Linked DNA regions of Canis lupus: regions 1 and 3 are each linked to region 2. Evidence: chromatin contacts called from public Hi-C data. All regions are on one chromosome and are shown on one strand. The core of a region is the stretch at or near the end of the contact, and the rest is flanking DNA. Distances in the headings are between cores, read along the strand shown.

Region 1 (4,439 bases), core at 963-3,462, 120 kb before region 2:
CCAGTACTTTTTAGGAGCGCTAGTATCAATGGGCATAAAGGATTGTTTTTCTAATGCAGTGAAAACAAAATATTCTTCTGAGGCCTTCTGCTTTTGTTTAGAAAGGGAGGGAGATAAGTATTAGATGTTATTACACACTGACCCCAATCAGTTTTTCCTTGGCACGATCAAAAGGACTAAATGAAAATTAGGGCAGAAAAAGGAGGAATAGCTTTGTTTTTTTAAAGATTTTATTTATTTGTTTGACAGAGAGAGAGAGAGAGAGAGAGAGAACAAGTAGGGGGAGCAGCCTGCAGAGGGAGAGGAAGAAGCAGATCCCTGCTGAACGGGGAGCCTGACTCGGGGCTCGATCCCAGGACCCCGGGATCATGACCTGAGCCGAAAGCAGATGCTTAACCAACTGAGCCTCCCAGGTGTCCCAGAATAGCTTTATTTTCCTGAATTGTATGCAGTGCACTGCTCAGAACGTAAGTGCAGCTTGCGGAGTCTGACAAACATACACTTATGGCATCAATACCCCCATAAGGATAAAGAACTTTATCACGACCCCAGAAACTTCTCTCTTGCCCTCCTACTCGTCCCCTCACCCCCACCAGAGGCAACCACCATTTTGATTTCTATCCCCATAAGTTAGATTCTTTGGTTCTTGAACTTCTCATTGTTGCCTCACGGGGATGGTTTTTTCATGATGAACTAAGAATTATGATAGTGTTACACCTTTATAAATTTTTGGAAATTATCATAATATAAAGTTTTGTTTTTCTGTCTTGGAACACCTTGTCCACTCTTTACCTACCGTTTTCTCCAGACTCACCAGTGGAAAAGTACTGTAGTATTTTTTCTCCAAACCTACAATTTTGGGCACCCCGAACTAATGAAAGGGGAAGGCGCCAAATTAGCAAATGGGATTCTGACTTTGCAAAGCCTAACATGATCCTGATTATAGCACTGATTTGCCAAATTTTCTTCCCGAAATCCCAACTAATCTGATTATCTTTTAAGCTCCCCAAAAGGCAGCTTAGACTCACATTCCTTTACAACCAACCCAATTCTTCCTCCTCCTTGGGTCAGTTTGGCTCCCCTCCTCACCCACAGGAGTCCCTCATCCCCACTGCAAGCTGCTACTCATGCTGTTGCCTCTGAGGGGCTGCTCTCCCGCTACCTCCCACCTGGCACCATCCTTCCTCAGGACCCCACTCAGGGCCAACACCCTCCGTCCCATTAAAACCGAGTTTAATCACACATGCGCACTTAGCCTTCCTTGCCAGCTATGGTTACTCCTCTTTTCACATGAGCACGCCTTATCTCTTCAACTGGACGCTGAGCTCCTTGGAAGACCAGCACAGAATTATCTCAGCATCGGAGAAAAGATACTGGAGATAGAGAGGTACATGTGCATGAACGTATTTATGACCAAACTGGAGTGACAACGGCCTGCGGGGTGGGTCCTGACAAGGCTCAGCACTAGCCTGGAAGAGAAAGGAAGAAATGAATGGGGGCAGTAGTCGTATCTTCAGAGATGACATTTCGTACTCAGACCAGCACGCTGCAACTTTCCTATCGCAGATCCCTGGGTCCCGCCACGATACAGTCAGACCTAAGTCCTCACTTTCTAGAAGGTCGAATGCTGGTGGTTCAAGGACCACACCAAGAGCAACACCCCCCCCCCCCCGCCCCGTGAACAGAGATCAGGGTGGGGTAACAAATCCCCACATCTAGAAGACCAAGAAAAACAGCGTTCCCAATCGGCATGTGGGGCCTAACTCGTATTCCAGTTAATTCTACATCTGTCAGCGGAGGTGAGACAATATGGTAAGAAAACCACCTCCACACAACCCAAAATGCACATGAAGTAAAGAGAAAACAAAGTGAGAAGGAGATTTCCAGTGAGGGAAAAAGCTGAACTCCAACCAAGGAGACCACGGTTCCCGACCTGGGACCTGGTCCTATTTTCCTTACAATGTCACCTGGTGGTATTCTCCAGTTCCTGGAAGGCAAATAGCAAGCGTAAGGTAGATCTTTGGGGTGCAGCCTGAGGCGAGTGGGGGTGTGTGTGTGCAAAATGCACTTCGTGATGTAGAAAAAAATTGTAAATGAAAGAGGCTAACCACAGGAGAGCCACCAGCAGGGTGATGGCGAGGGAACTGGCATTCTTACCGCAACCAGTGAAAACCCTGAATAGCTGTCCTCTGCGCCCAGGGAACAAAGGGGGTTCTGAGATGGCTGTGTGTGGAGGAGGTGAAAGTCATTCCAGCACTTAGAGCTCCAATTGAAAATAAACAAACAGCCCCAGCCTGCCCAAGGAGCCCGGCTGCCAAGCACCAGCCTGGGAGCGCACGCTGGCCGCTGGGGCCGCGCAGAGCTATTTATATTTGTAATCCAATTTGGATGGGGAAGGCGCATGAAAATAAATTGATTATCTTGAAACTGTAAGAGCAAATTCGCCGGGACAAAAAGTAATGAAATAATAAAGAGGAAGTAAGTACCTGAGTAGGTCACCAGAGGGGATGTTTCTCATGCACTGCTTCCGACTTAGTTTGCTTTGGGGATTCAGATATGAAGAAACCATGGCAGATGCCTCGCCAGAAATCTTATGCGGACCGTGGGTAGAGGTTTGCTGAGCTCCCCCCACCCCCAGCCCCGTGCTGTGTGTGTGTATGTGCATATATATGTATATATAATCAATCAACCAAAAAAAAACACTCAAGAGGTTATATGACAGAGAGCTGATTATCTCCACTCAGTTTATAGCTTGGGAGGAAGAAAAGTGGGTAGTTCATAAAAAACAACCATCCTTCCCAAATCTAAGGGTCAAACAAAAGCATACATTATCCTGAAAACACTGGCCTTCTATCTTAGATCTCTCTCACGCCCCCTTCCCTAGAGGCCGGATTCTCCTCTCCCTTTTCACAGTTACAATGGTGACCATTTATTACGCATGTGGCACATGCCAAAGGCTGGGGATGTGCAGTCTGGAATGGCCACCTCAATCCTGAAATAGGGATTGTCGGCCCATTTTAAAGATAAAGAAACTGACGGTCGTTACCTGAGTGACTTGCCCAAGCACCACCCTACTCCCAAGAAGGGACTCAGGGCTTGAACCTAAGCGTGTGCCTAGGCTTTGTTTCACTGCACCACACCGCCTCCATGAAAGGACATAGCTAGAGTCTCCAAAGCCAACGTAGATTCCCAGGAAGTGGGCAGCTGAGCCCGTGAGTGCCTGTGGGGCCAGAGTCAGAAGAAGGATGTGCACAAAAGGGCAGTAAGAAGAGACTTGAAGCACTGGTAGCTCAGGCAGGAAGATACTCACCCTCCACCCCCTTAACTCAGGTAAAAAGAATTTACGTGGCAGACTGAAGGAGGAATAATCCCCAACTCACACACTGCACATATGAAGGAGGCCCCTTATTTCAGACTTTACCTCTGTGGATAAATCATCAAAACTACAAGGATTCTGACACAGCTCAGACAAGATAAGGACTAGGCTCAAAGCTCACTTCCCTTCCTTACCGATTGATTCTGATAAATGATATAGCTCATCTAGGATTCAGATAATTGTATTTTTTTTTTTTTAAGTGAAGGGACAGGGAGGGAGGAAGCAGAACCCCGAACCAGGTTATCTCCTGTGGTTCTCTCCAGCAAGAAGGCTGATGAATCGAGTAACTAAGAAAAGTAACCCTGTGTTGGGCAGCCCGGGTGGCTCAGTGGTTTAGTGCCTGCCTTCAGCCCAGGGTGTGATCCTGGAGACCTGGGATCGAGTCCCACGTCGGGCTCCCTGCGTGGAGCCTGCTTCTCCCTCTGCCTGTCTCTCTCTCTCTGTCTGTGTGTCTTATGAATAAATAAATAAAATCTTAAAAAAAAAAAAGAAAAGAAACTCTGTGGCAGCACAGACTCCTAGGAGCTCAGGAAAGTGATGAGAAGGAATCATTCTTAAAATATTTCAGAAGGCCAAAAGAAAAGTATACATTTCTCCGAGATAAGACCCCATAGCAAATTTAATCATCAGGTTTAGCTGCTTTAATGGCATGTTCGTTTACAGACCTTGTATTTGCTGCTGGTGGTGAGCAGCTTTGGGCCTGAGTCTTCGATTAATAGAAAATAGCAATTGAATGATCTTTAAGAAATGCAACTTAGTCCCGTGGTGGGGGAGGGGAAGCCAGCCAAAGGTACTGAAAAACTGGGAATGCTCATTTAAGACAAATGTGGCTGAAGATGAGTTTCTAGGGATGGAGTAGGAAGTAAAATTCAGAGCTAGTCATTTAATTTCGAAATTAAGTGATCCTCCTGCAGGAGTGTGTGATACCACACGTAAGGCATTTCAAGAGCACTAGTAATTTCAGCAAACACTGTCCAGATTTTTCCTAGCTCTGAGCTGAGACAGTTAAGCTTTCCTTGGTGATTCAGCAGTGTCATCTGGATAAACTGACTGAGAAGAGGAG
Region 2 (4,471 bases), core at 1,886-4,385:
CCCTGAGAGTCACCCAATCTCTTTTACCTCTGGGCTGCCTAGAGTGCTAAACTTCCCTGCTTGGGTCTGAGCACGAAACAGGAACTGGGTGAGTACCCGTGAATTCATGGGGCAGTTGAATGAAACGGTCCGCATCAATGAGAGAAGCAGCTGCTCCAGGCCCTCTGCATCTCCTTACTTCAGGCCAGATTTCTCAGCCACACCCGAGAAAGGGTATCTCTTCACCCCTGCCAGGTAAAAAGCACAGAGCCCCTGAGCCTGGGAAATGCTGCCCAAAGGTATGATTCTGTGGGTGTCCCCTCAGTGACAGGAATGGGAAAGGTGATTTCTGTCAGCCCAAGTGAACCTGTCCATTTCCAAGGGCCAGTCACCTCTGCGGATGCATCGCCACCCCCATCCCCAATTCCCCTGCCCCCTACCTCCACCCCCACCTCCATCCCCCAGCATCTTTTAGTGAAACCAACACTAGGTGAGCAAATAGAACCAGCTCCACTACTCAATTCATCTTGTGACTTTGGCCTCTTTGTAGTTCCAAGTTGTTCTTTTTTGTTTTGTTTTGTTTTGTTTAAATCTAATACCTGCTGTACCTAATTCACACTTGCTATGAGACAAAAGAGAAATGATTTTGAAAGCACTTTAAATTACTGTGTACAATGAAAACCTCAGGGACACAGCACATGAATCTGCAGGGAACAGACTGGGAGGGCCAGGGGGGCCCAGTTCTCATCCCCCTGGCAAGCCATGGGCAATAGGAGGTGTGGGCTCTACTTCCAGTCCCCTCATGCTTGCATGTGACCTTGGGTACCCACTTGGCTTCTCTGACACTCAATGTCCTTGTCTCTAAAACATGCCTCTGCACTAGGTGATCCAGGCTAGGGCCAAGTCCAACATGAATCTGAGCACCTTAGAGAATAATGACAAGGCAAGGCCGGTGCCCACAGCATGCTTCACTCCAAGTGCTCAAAAGTGGGGATGGTGCCCTAATGCATGCAGGGTCTGGGCAGGCCCCAGCAAAGCATCACCAGAGACACATAGACACCTCTCCCTCCAACCAAGATACGTTCTGTGGCTAGAGCCACCTTACTGTTCATCCCATCTGCTCTCTCTGCCCCACTCTATCTTCCTCATCTGCATACGTGGTAAAGGCCCCGTGGTCTCTCTACTATACCCGTGTTTTTTTTCTGTCCTCTTCCTGTTCTAAAACAACTTAAAAACCACAATTTTTAGTGTTAAGGTCTGGCCCTGAAACTGGTCATCCCTTAAGCTCCCCCTCAGAGAGGCACTACTTTTCCTGAGTCAAAGAGCCTATATATGGAAAGGAAATGAGGAGTGAGTGGGAACTCCAGTGGTGGGGGGCCAGTAGAAGGAAGGGGCATCGATGAATGGAATGGGGTGCAATGGCACTGTGTTCTTTGGAATTCCATAATTCTGCTCCCCAAAGTGTAAGCCACAAATCTCCCAGGGCTGTACTCGGTATGGTTAGTTGAGGCTTCCCTGTAAGCCCCGTAACCATGGTTTTGGGGCAGACTACATCACAGTGTGAGCATAACGAGAGGAGACTTTTTCCTATTTTTGTCTAAAACTCCATTTCCTTTTACAAAATATGTAAGGTGACATGCCAACGTGGTTCATACGCGACCTCTGACCCTAGGACAATCATGAAGTGGTCTGTTTTCAATAATTATAAGGGGATTCCTCTATGTTTCTCCATGAGGACCAGATACCTCTTTTCATGTAGAGCGAAGAAACCTGAAAACATATGTACCCAGGGCCACACCTGCTCTTGTTGGAAACACGTAGCAAATCAGAAAACACCGAAATCCATTTCCTAATTTAACACCTTCCTTTCAAAAAGAGCTAAAAGAAGGGTGGTTCTCCCTGCTTCTTTGGGTGCCAAGGTTTAGCGCCTTTGGTTTACAGTACTTGGACAAGGAAGGCCCATTCCCAAGTCCCTAATATTTTGACAGTGTCATCAATTAAGTCAATGTCAGACTTAGCGGTAGTATCTCATTGCACAGTATCCTGAAAATCAAAACAGGGAAATCGAATAACTTGAAGTAGGATTCAAGGCACCGACCGACTTCCAGTTTCTTGCAAGCAGCACCATTTTTAAAACACAACACTCATTCTGGATGCATGGGCGATGCATGGGGGCAAAACCAGCTTGGCTTATGTTGCTGGGACCCTGCAGGAGGGATCCTAGAGAGGAACACGTTTTTCTCCCCGTATGTCAGAAGATGAGCTAACCACCGTGCAACAGAATCGACGAAGCAAGCTAGCTTCCTCCCGGAGGGAAAAATAAAGCAGCTCCCTCGCTCCGCTGCTGCGCAGGACAAAGCCAGGACGTGCAAGGAGCCTTCAGTCCAGGGCTCCACGTGCCTCTCCAAGGACGGAGGAACCCACCCACACACAATCACACACGCAGCCAGCCCACCACGCGCCTGCGGAAGGCGCCGGCTCCTCCGCCAACCTTGGGCACCAGGGCCGGGGGCTCTCGCAGCTTGCAAGCTCCCGGGAGCGCCCATTGTCTGAAGGGGGCTAGAGGGCCTTACTCTCTCTGCAAGTCTGGTCTCCGTGGCTCCAGTGCCTACTTCTCAACTACGACGAAATGGAGTATGCTTCCCCAAGGCAGCTGAGACACATCACACACACACACACACACACGCACGCACACACACAGCCCAGATGGCAAGAAGTCTCGGCGCCCCGTGACCAGTGCCAAGGCCGTGGGCGCATCCCCGCGGCCCCCCGAGCTGGGCTCCTGGCCCGGGAGGCGCCCGGACTCACCCAGTCCTCGAAGTGCCGGCTCCCGTTCTGCAGCAGCTCCTCGAACTGGATGGTGCAGTTGGCCACGAAGTCGTCGTAGCCGATGGGGGCATCGTGGAAGACGGCCAGCTCGATCTTGCGCCCGTTGCACACATCGGTGACGAACTCGTCGTGCCAGGCCGGGCTGTTGGTCTTCTGCTTGGTGGCCGTCTGGCCGATGCGCGAGTCGTCCACGTTGAGGGCGATGTAGGGGTCGAGGAGGAAAGTCTGCGGCCGGGGTCCCACCGCATGGCGCAGCGACCAGGCTGTGGGCTTCAAGCTCACGGCCTCGCAGATTTTGATCTTAAGGAGGCCATTGAACACTACCATGGTCGGGGCGGGCAGCGGGGGCCGGGGTCCCTCCGTCCGCCCCGAGGGCAGGAGTGAAGAGCCGACGCCCCGGCGCTCGCAGGGTCCCCTGCGCCCCACCCCGCTCTCCCCCTACACCTGGGAGCGCTGCGCCCGGGCGCGGGCGGTCCTCGGCGGGAGCATGTATTTCCTCGCCGGGTTCCTAACGGAAAGCAGGGAGGGGGGGAGAGCCGGGGGACGTCCGCGTGCGGAGCGAGCCTCTCCCCCCCGCCCCCCGCAGCGCCTCCCGGAGGGGACCGAGCTGCCGGCCGCGCTGCGCGCCGCGGGGGCTGTGGCGCCGCCTCGCTGGCTCCCGGCTCGGGCTGCGGGGACGCGGGCGCCGCGCCCGGCGCTCACCTACCTTTCCGAAACATAATCCCCGGGAAATTTCGACTCCGGGAGGGGGAGGGGGGCGTGGGACGGGGCGGGGACGAGAGCCGGGGGCGCAGATTTCAACCCGGATCCTCTTCGCACACCCAGCGCCTGCCTCTGGCCGCGCGGGGCGGGGGGTGGGTCGAGGGATGTTCAGTCTATCCGGAGGGATGCATGTCGAGAGGAAATGGTCCTCCTCGGAGCCAGTTTTTTTTTTAAGAATCCACAAGCCGCACGGCCGGCGCGGCCGCCTCCTCCGGGGCGAGGCGAGGCGAGGCGAGGCGAGGCGAAGCGGCGATCGGGAGGCGCCGGGAGCCCGGAACCTCAGCCCCGCGCGGGCTCGGGCTCGGGCTCGGGGTCGGGCTCGGGGTCGGGGTCGGGGTCGGGACGGCCGCCGCGCGGGCTGGGGCGCAGGCCGGCACCGGGCGGTGCGCAGCGCGGCGGCGGCGGCGGCGGCGGCGGCGGCGGCGGCGGCGGCGGGGCCGGGACTGCGACTCGGCGCGGCCCCACCTCCCGGGCGCCGGCGCCCGCCCGCCGCGCTCCCCGCGTCCCCGCTCTCGGCTGCCGCTCGCTCGCCGCCCGCCCGCGCTCCCCCGCGGTCTCCTCTCCCTCCGTCGGTGTGCGAGCCAGTCTCCCTCCCTCTAATGCAGGAAATGCGCAAAAGACGTCAGTGTGTGTGTGTGTGTGTGTGTGTGTGTGTGTGTGTGCACGCGCGCGCGCTCCTGTGTTTGGGGAAATAGAAAGTTTTGCCTGTTGGGGGAGCAATACGGGAAAAGTGAGCCGAGGAGAGGCCGCCGCGGAGAGGGCGAGCCGGCCGGGTGGCGGCGGCGGGCGGGGGCCGGGCGGGGGCCGGGGGGCGGGCGCCGCGGGGGGGGGGGCGGCTGCGGGCTGCGGACGCCGGGTCTGCGCTCCCCGCCCCGAGGCCGGCGGCCCGCGCATCTCCCCG
Region 3 (4,422 bases), core at 713-3,212, 69 kb before region 2:
AAGAAGCAGGCTCCCCCCTGAGCAGAGAGCCTGATATGGGGGCTCAATCCCAGAACCCTGAAATCATGACCTGAGCCAAAGGCTGAGAGTTAACCACCTGAGCCACCCAATCGCCCCATTTGATTTCCTTTTTTAATGAGAACTATTTCTTGGAAACATCCTAAGGACAGAAAAGAAAAAAAAAAAAGAAAAAGAAAAAAAGAAAAAGAAAAAGAAAAAGAAAAAGAAAAAGAAAAGAAAAGAAAAGAAAAGAAAAGAAAAGAAAAGAAAAGAAAAGAAAAGAAAAGAAAAGAAGGGGAACAGAAGGGAAGGGAACGGAAGCAAAGGGAAGCTGGTAATGATGAAAGCCTTTGACAGTTAAAAATGTTACCCAAGTAAGAATGCAGGCTCAGTGTTCTCGGCAACATGACTGTTGTCTCGGTGCTGCTCTTCTGATGTGTGGTTTTTTTCATTTTTCTTCCTCTTTTTAAATGCAAGGTTAATGAGGGAACTCAAAAGCATCCATTCTTGTCAGTGCTGTTGAACAATGCCAAACATGCTCAAGGCCCAAAGAGCTCCTCCATAGTGATCTGTTTCTCTCATAAGACCCCAGATGGGTCGAGAACCCTGCCTCCCATTTGGTGGGCTCCTAAGCTGTTCCTCAGTCTGCTCCCCTTGGGATGAGGTGAAGGTACCAGTCTCTCCCTTGTAAAGAAGGACGAGAGCATCCCTCGGCCCCCACTCTGGCCTGCATCAGTCAGCATGCAGGCTAATCATTTGGATTGCTAGTGTTCCTTGGATTATTTTCTGCTCAAACTTGAAAAATAAGCCTCTATGGAGGATGAAGCCTCTGGCACAGCCCAGAACCTCTGGAACAGATGCAAAAACAGCTGTATTCTTGACAGATTCCTTCAATACCATGTAAAAATTCACATAAGCCAGAGGTCAGTAATCAGAGCATCATGGAGCCTGAGTGATACCCTCCAGGCTCCTGCTGTAGGGAAGAAAAGAGAATGAAAGGCAGAGACAGAGACAAATACAGTAGAGGCTGCAGGCAGCAGCCCTTCAGCTTGCTAGCACATCTGCACTGGTATATCCTAGGCCATCCGTTTGGGGAACATACTCTTTGATGATAAAGATGATGCAAATGACCCCTGCTTGAGTTGGGGATGGGTTTCACAAAACCTTCCATCTGCTTTCTCTCTCTCGTGCTCAGTCTCTCATAAGCCAACATAAGAAGGGACAGCCTCTGCTGCCCTAACTGCCTAAACTAACCAGCCAAGGACCCCTGGTATCAGTGTGATCTCAGCCACTCTAAGTCCCCAGAATGAGGATTCTGAACCATGAAAAAGGCCCCAAAGGAAGGAGCCCAGACTTGGAGTCATCATGGTGGCCATGGTCAGAATCCTATCTTCATACCAGAGAGGGAGGTCCCTGGTGGGACAGGGGAAAAGAGAGAGGGGTGGAAGTGGGGAAAGAAGTGAGAGCAGAGAGATAAAATCTAACTTGGGAATCTAACTCTAACTCTCTCTCAAATAAATCTAACTTCACTACAGTAGTAGTGAAGAGCCAGTGCTCTACAGTCAACTTGCATCTCAATTCAAATCTCTGCACCACTACCTGTTAACATCTGAATGGAACCACATTACTCAACCTCTCTGACCTTAAAGAAGGCAGGCTAACAATACCTTCTCCATATGGCTGTTGCAAGAAATTAAGTCCCTGATGCTTGACAAGCGCTTAGCAGGGGGCGTCAGTAAGTGGCAGTGTCATTAATTTCTGATACTGAAGAAAAGCATGAACTGGTGAAGAGAAACTTGGATGAGTCTCGGGCAATCTGGGTTCTCAGTTCCCCATTTTGAAAACAGAGAGGCTTATAATTATGATTCCTTCCAGCTCAGATATTCTAGAAGTCTGTGCCTGAGAGCTAAAGACTAAAATGTCATGTGGGTACTACAACTGTAATATAAAATGGCACCCAATTGCGCATTTGCCACCATCAAAGGAAGCTACATGCACAACAGGCTCCTATGAAGAGTGAGTGAGTGGGTTTGGGTGTGGTAGTGTTGGGGGAGGGGTGCTGGGGGGAAAGGGGTGGTTAACCACAACTGTCAATGCTTATATTGTTATTCTTTTGTTTGCTAGACAGGCTTCCAGAGAAGTTTCTGGCCACCTAGGTGCCAGGCAGGCAATTAGTGTCTTATTTGAAGTTTCCCCTAAAATCAGGAGGGAGAGATTTCTCTTGATTCCCTGCCCTTTGAAGTCAAAACTGATCGTACCTTTAATTTAGAACGAATCGCTTCTCAGTCATCACCGTAGTCTTGATGGGCTACAAAAGGCTTTTGGAAAGGATGTGAAGTCACACTTTAAAAAATACACTTACACAGAGAGGCACAGTGTTTACACAATACACAGCCTCCCTCAGCCTACTTTAGACCAACAGGGCGCTAGCTTCATCGGTGTCCTTCCTCGCTTTCCAGAGTTCTGGTACAGCGTGAAAATACATGCCCCAAGTGTGGGGCCAAGAGGCAGAGACCACCACGATGGCAAGAAAATAGAGTCATCAGTGGCCCAAATGATAGCCAGCACATCTGGGCAGGATGACAGATGTTGCACAAAAGCTTAGTCAAATCCTCTAAGCTACCAGGAATGCCTTCCCTCCTGGTCCAAATCCTCTAATCCTTTAAGGCAGAGTTCAAATCCCTCTTCTTCTGGAAGCCTCCATTGATAATACTGCACCCTCACTGATGGTTCCCGCCAGAGATACCCACTCACACTTACTGCTGTGCACATTGGGCATACAGAACATTCTTTTGCTTATTTTCTCTCCTCAATAAACATCTTCTTCTCCTGAAAGGACATCCAGAGTGTAACTCCCTTATCACCTTGCATTCGGCTCACACTGAATAAACAGCTATGGCCTAAACAGGTAAGTAAACCATTGTCAGTGTACACATAATTTTCTTCTCAGGAGCAGATGGCCCCATTGGCCCACAAAGATGAACTCCCAGTCATACAGTATCAGTTTCACTTTGGGCGGAGAAGGGACTGGGCTGGCACACATCAGACAACCATCTTCACCTAGAAAAATCTGCTCAGTGAACGGCAGGTCTCCTAATAAGAACTCTCAGGCCAAATCTTAGACTGAATAGAGCTTCCCTTACCCCTTAGCCACCCTACAAGGCCCTCTATGAAGCACAAGACAATATCTTCAGAAGCCAAAGGCTCCCACCACATATCTAGTTCCTTAAAATAGCAAATATTTTGTCTCAGAAAAATATATCCTGAGAATCAAAACTAAACAGTGGGGACCCTAGCATGATGTTTAGAACCTAAAGTCAGGCAGTGGTCGCTAATGATTCTAGACCGTTTAAGCCTCTCGAAAACAAGAACTAAAAGCAGGATCTCCTAAAAAGAATGCAAGAACGGGCCATGTCATCACAGCGTGAAGAAATTCAAAAGAACTTGTGTTGGAATGTTAAACTCAAAACCAGCGAGCTGTCTTGAGTAGCAGAAAACCCACAGTGGGCAGAAGGGAATGGTGAATCATGACCATCAACAGGGCAAGCTGGTTAGGAAAGACGATAGCGCCTTGCCAGTGAGCAGGAACAAGTTGCAGACACTTAACCCGGAGCCCAGGACCCCAGAAGCATAACTGTGCTGATAACTAATGCTTAAACCTCAGGCCTGGGGAAGAGTCCTGGCCTCTCCTGCGGGCACCCTCTGAGCACTACCTTGGAAACACATGTGAACTGGGTCCTGGGCTCACGGCTCCTCTCTTTCCCAGTTGCATATTTTAACAGGGAAGATTCACAGCATTTGCTCCCCAGAGGCTCCAGGGGTGAACTACCACATGTGTAAGCCATGTGGACTGAGTGCTCCAAGAGGGCAGGGCTGCTCTCCTGTCCATTGCCCAGTCAGGCAATGGGGAGTCAATGCTATTACCTCAGAGAGGGACCACACAATCATTCCCGGAGTGAAAGGAGAGTGTCCAATAGGCCTTCCTTCCTCTTCCTACTTCCCAAGGGAGACCCACCAAGACCAACATCCCAAGTTCGGCACCCTCTTCTGCCCATGTTTACATCCTGCTGGCTCACCACAGTGGTTCCCAAAGTGCAGTCTGGGGACTCCTAGAGGTCCCGGAGACCTTTTTAGTGGGTCTGCAAATAATTATTTTCATAATAATACTAATTCACTTTGTCTCTTTCACTTTCATAGTGTCAGGAGTGTACAGTAGAGTTTCCAGGGGCTACATGACTACGTGTGATCTGACAACAAATTGAATGCAGAAGGAGATAGAAGAATCCAGCTGACTTCTACTGTGCCAGCCATGAAAGAGACTTGTGAAACTATAAAACAATGCCGCACTTCTAAAGTTTCTGTCTTGGAAAATGTAGCGATATTTCATAAAATACGCTCTTATGTTAATGTGTAACAGAATTT

What was found. Hi-C and Micro-C count contacts between places; a contact is called where the count stands out from the background.
Region 1: a Hi-C map of skin fibroblasts shows a contact between it and region 2, with 3 times the contacts expected there. The contact joins the enhancer-like site here to the promoter of PRKCE in region 2. A contact is called at or near these places in 5 of 9 Hi-C or Micro-C datasets (amygdala, blood, liver and 1 more).
Region 3: a contact with region 2 is called in a Hi-C map of blood, with 1.9 times the contacts expected there. The contact joins the enhancer-like site here to the promoter of PRKCE in region 2. A contact is called at or near these places in 2 of 9 Hi-C or Micro-C datasets (both in blood).

What each region holds. Positions count from the first base shown.
Region 1 is chr10:49,150,979-49,155,417 of UU_Cfam_GSD_1.0, reverse strand. All of the region lies in intron 1 of PRKCE (protein kinase C epsilon type), which reads right to left. Among named protein-coding and RNA genes, the nearest start is that of PRKCE, 120 kb to the right of the region's middle. Within about 2 kb of position 2,212, at least 2 of the 20 cell types and tissues checked have an H3K27ac peak or open chromatin away from gene starts, as enhancers often do.
Region 2 is chr10:49,028,769-49,033,239 of UU_Cfam_GSD_1.0, reverse strand. It overlaps PRKCE (protein kinase C epsilon type), which reads right to left and starts at 3,135. Exons shown (of 15, transcript XM_038551201.1): 1 at 2,788-3,135. The coding sequence starts at 3,135.
Region 3 is chr10:49,096,506-49,100,927 of UU_Cfam_GSD_1.0, reverse strand. All of the region lies in intron 1 of PRKCE (protein kinase C epsilon type), which reads right to left. Among named protein-coding and RNA genes, the nearest start is that of PRKCE, 69 kb to the right of the region's middle. Within about 2 kb of position 1,962, at least 2 of the 20 cell types and tissues checked have an H3K27ac peak or open chromatin away from gene starts, as enhancers often do. A contact at or near this core is called in blood, where this site is marked.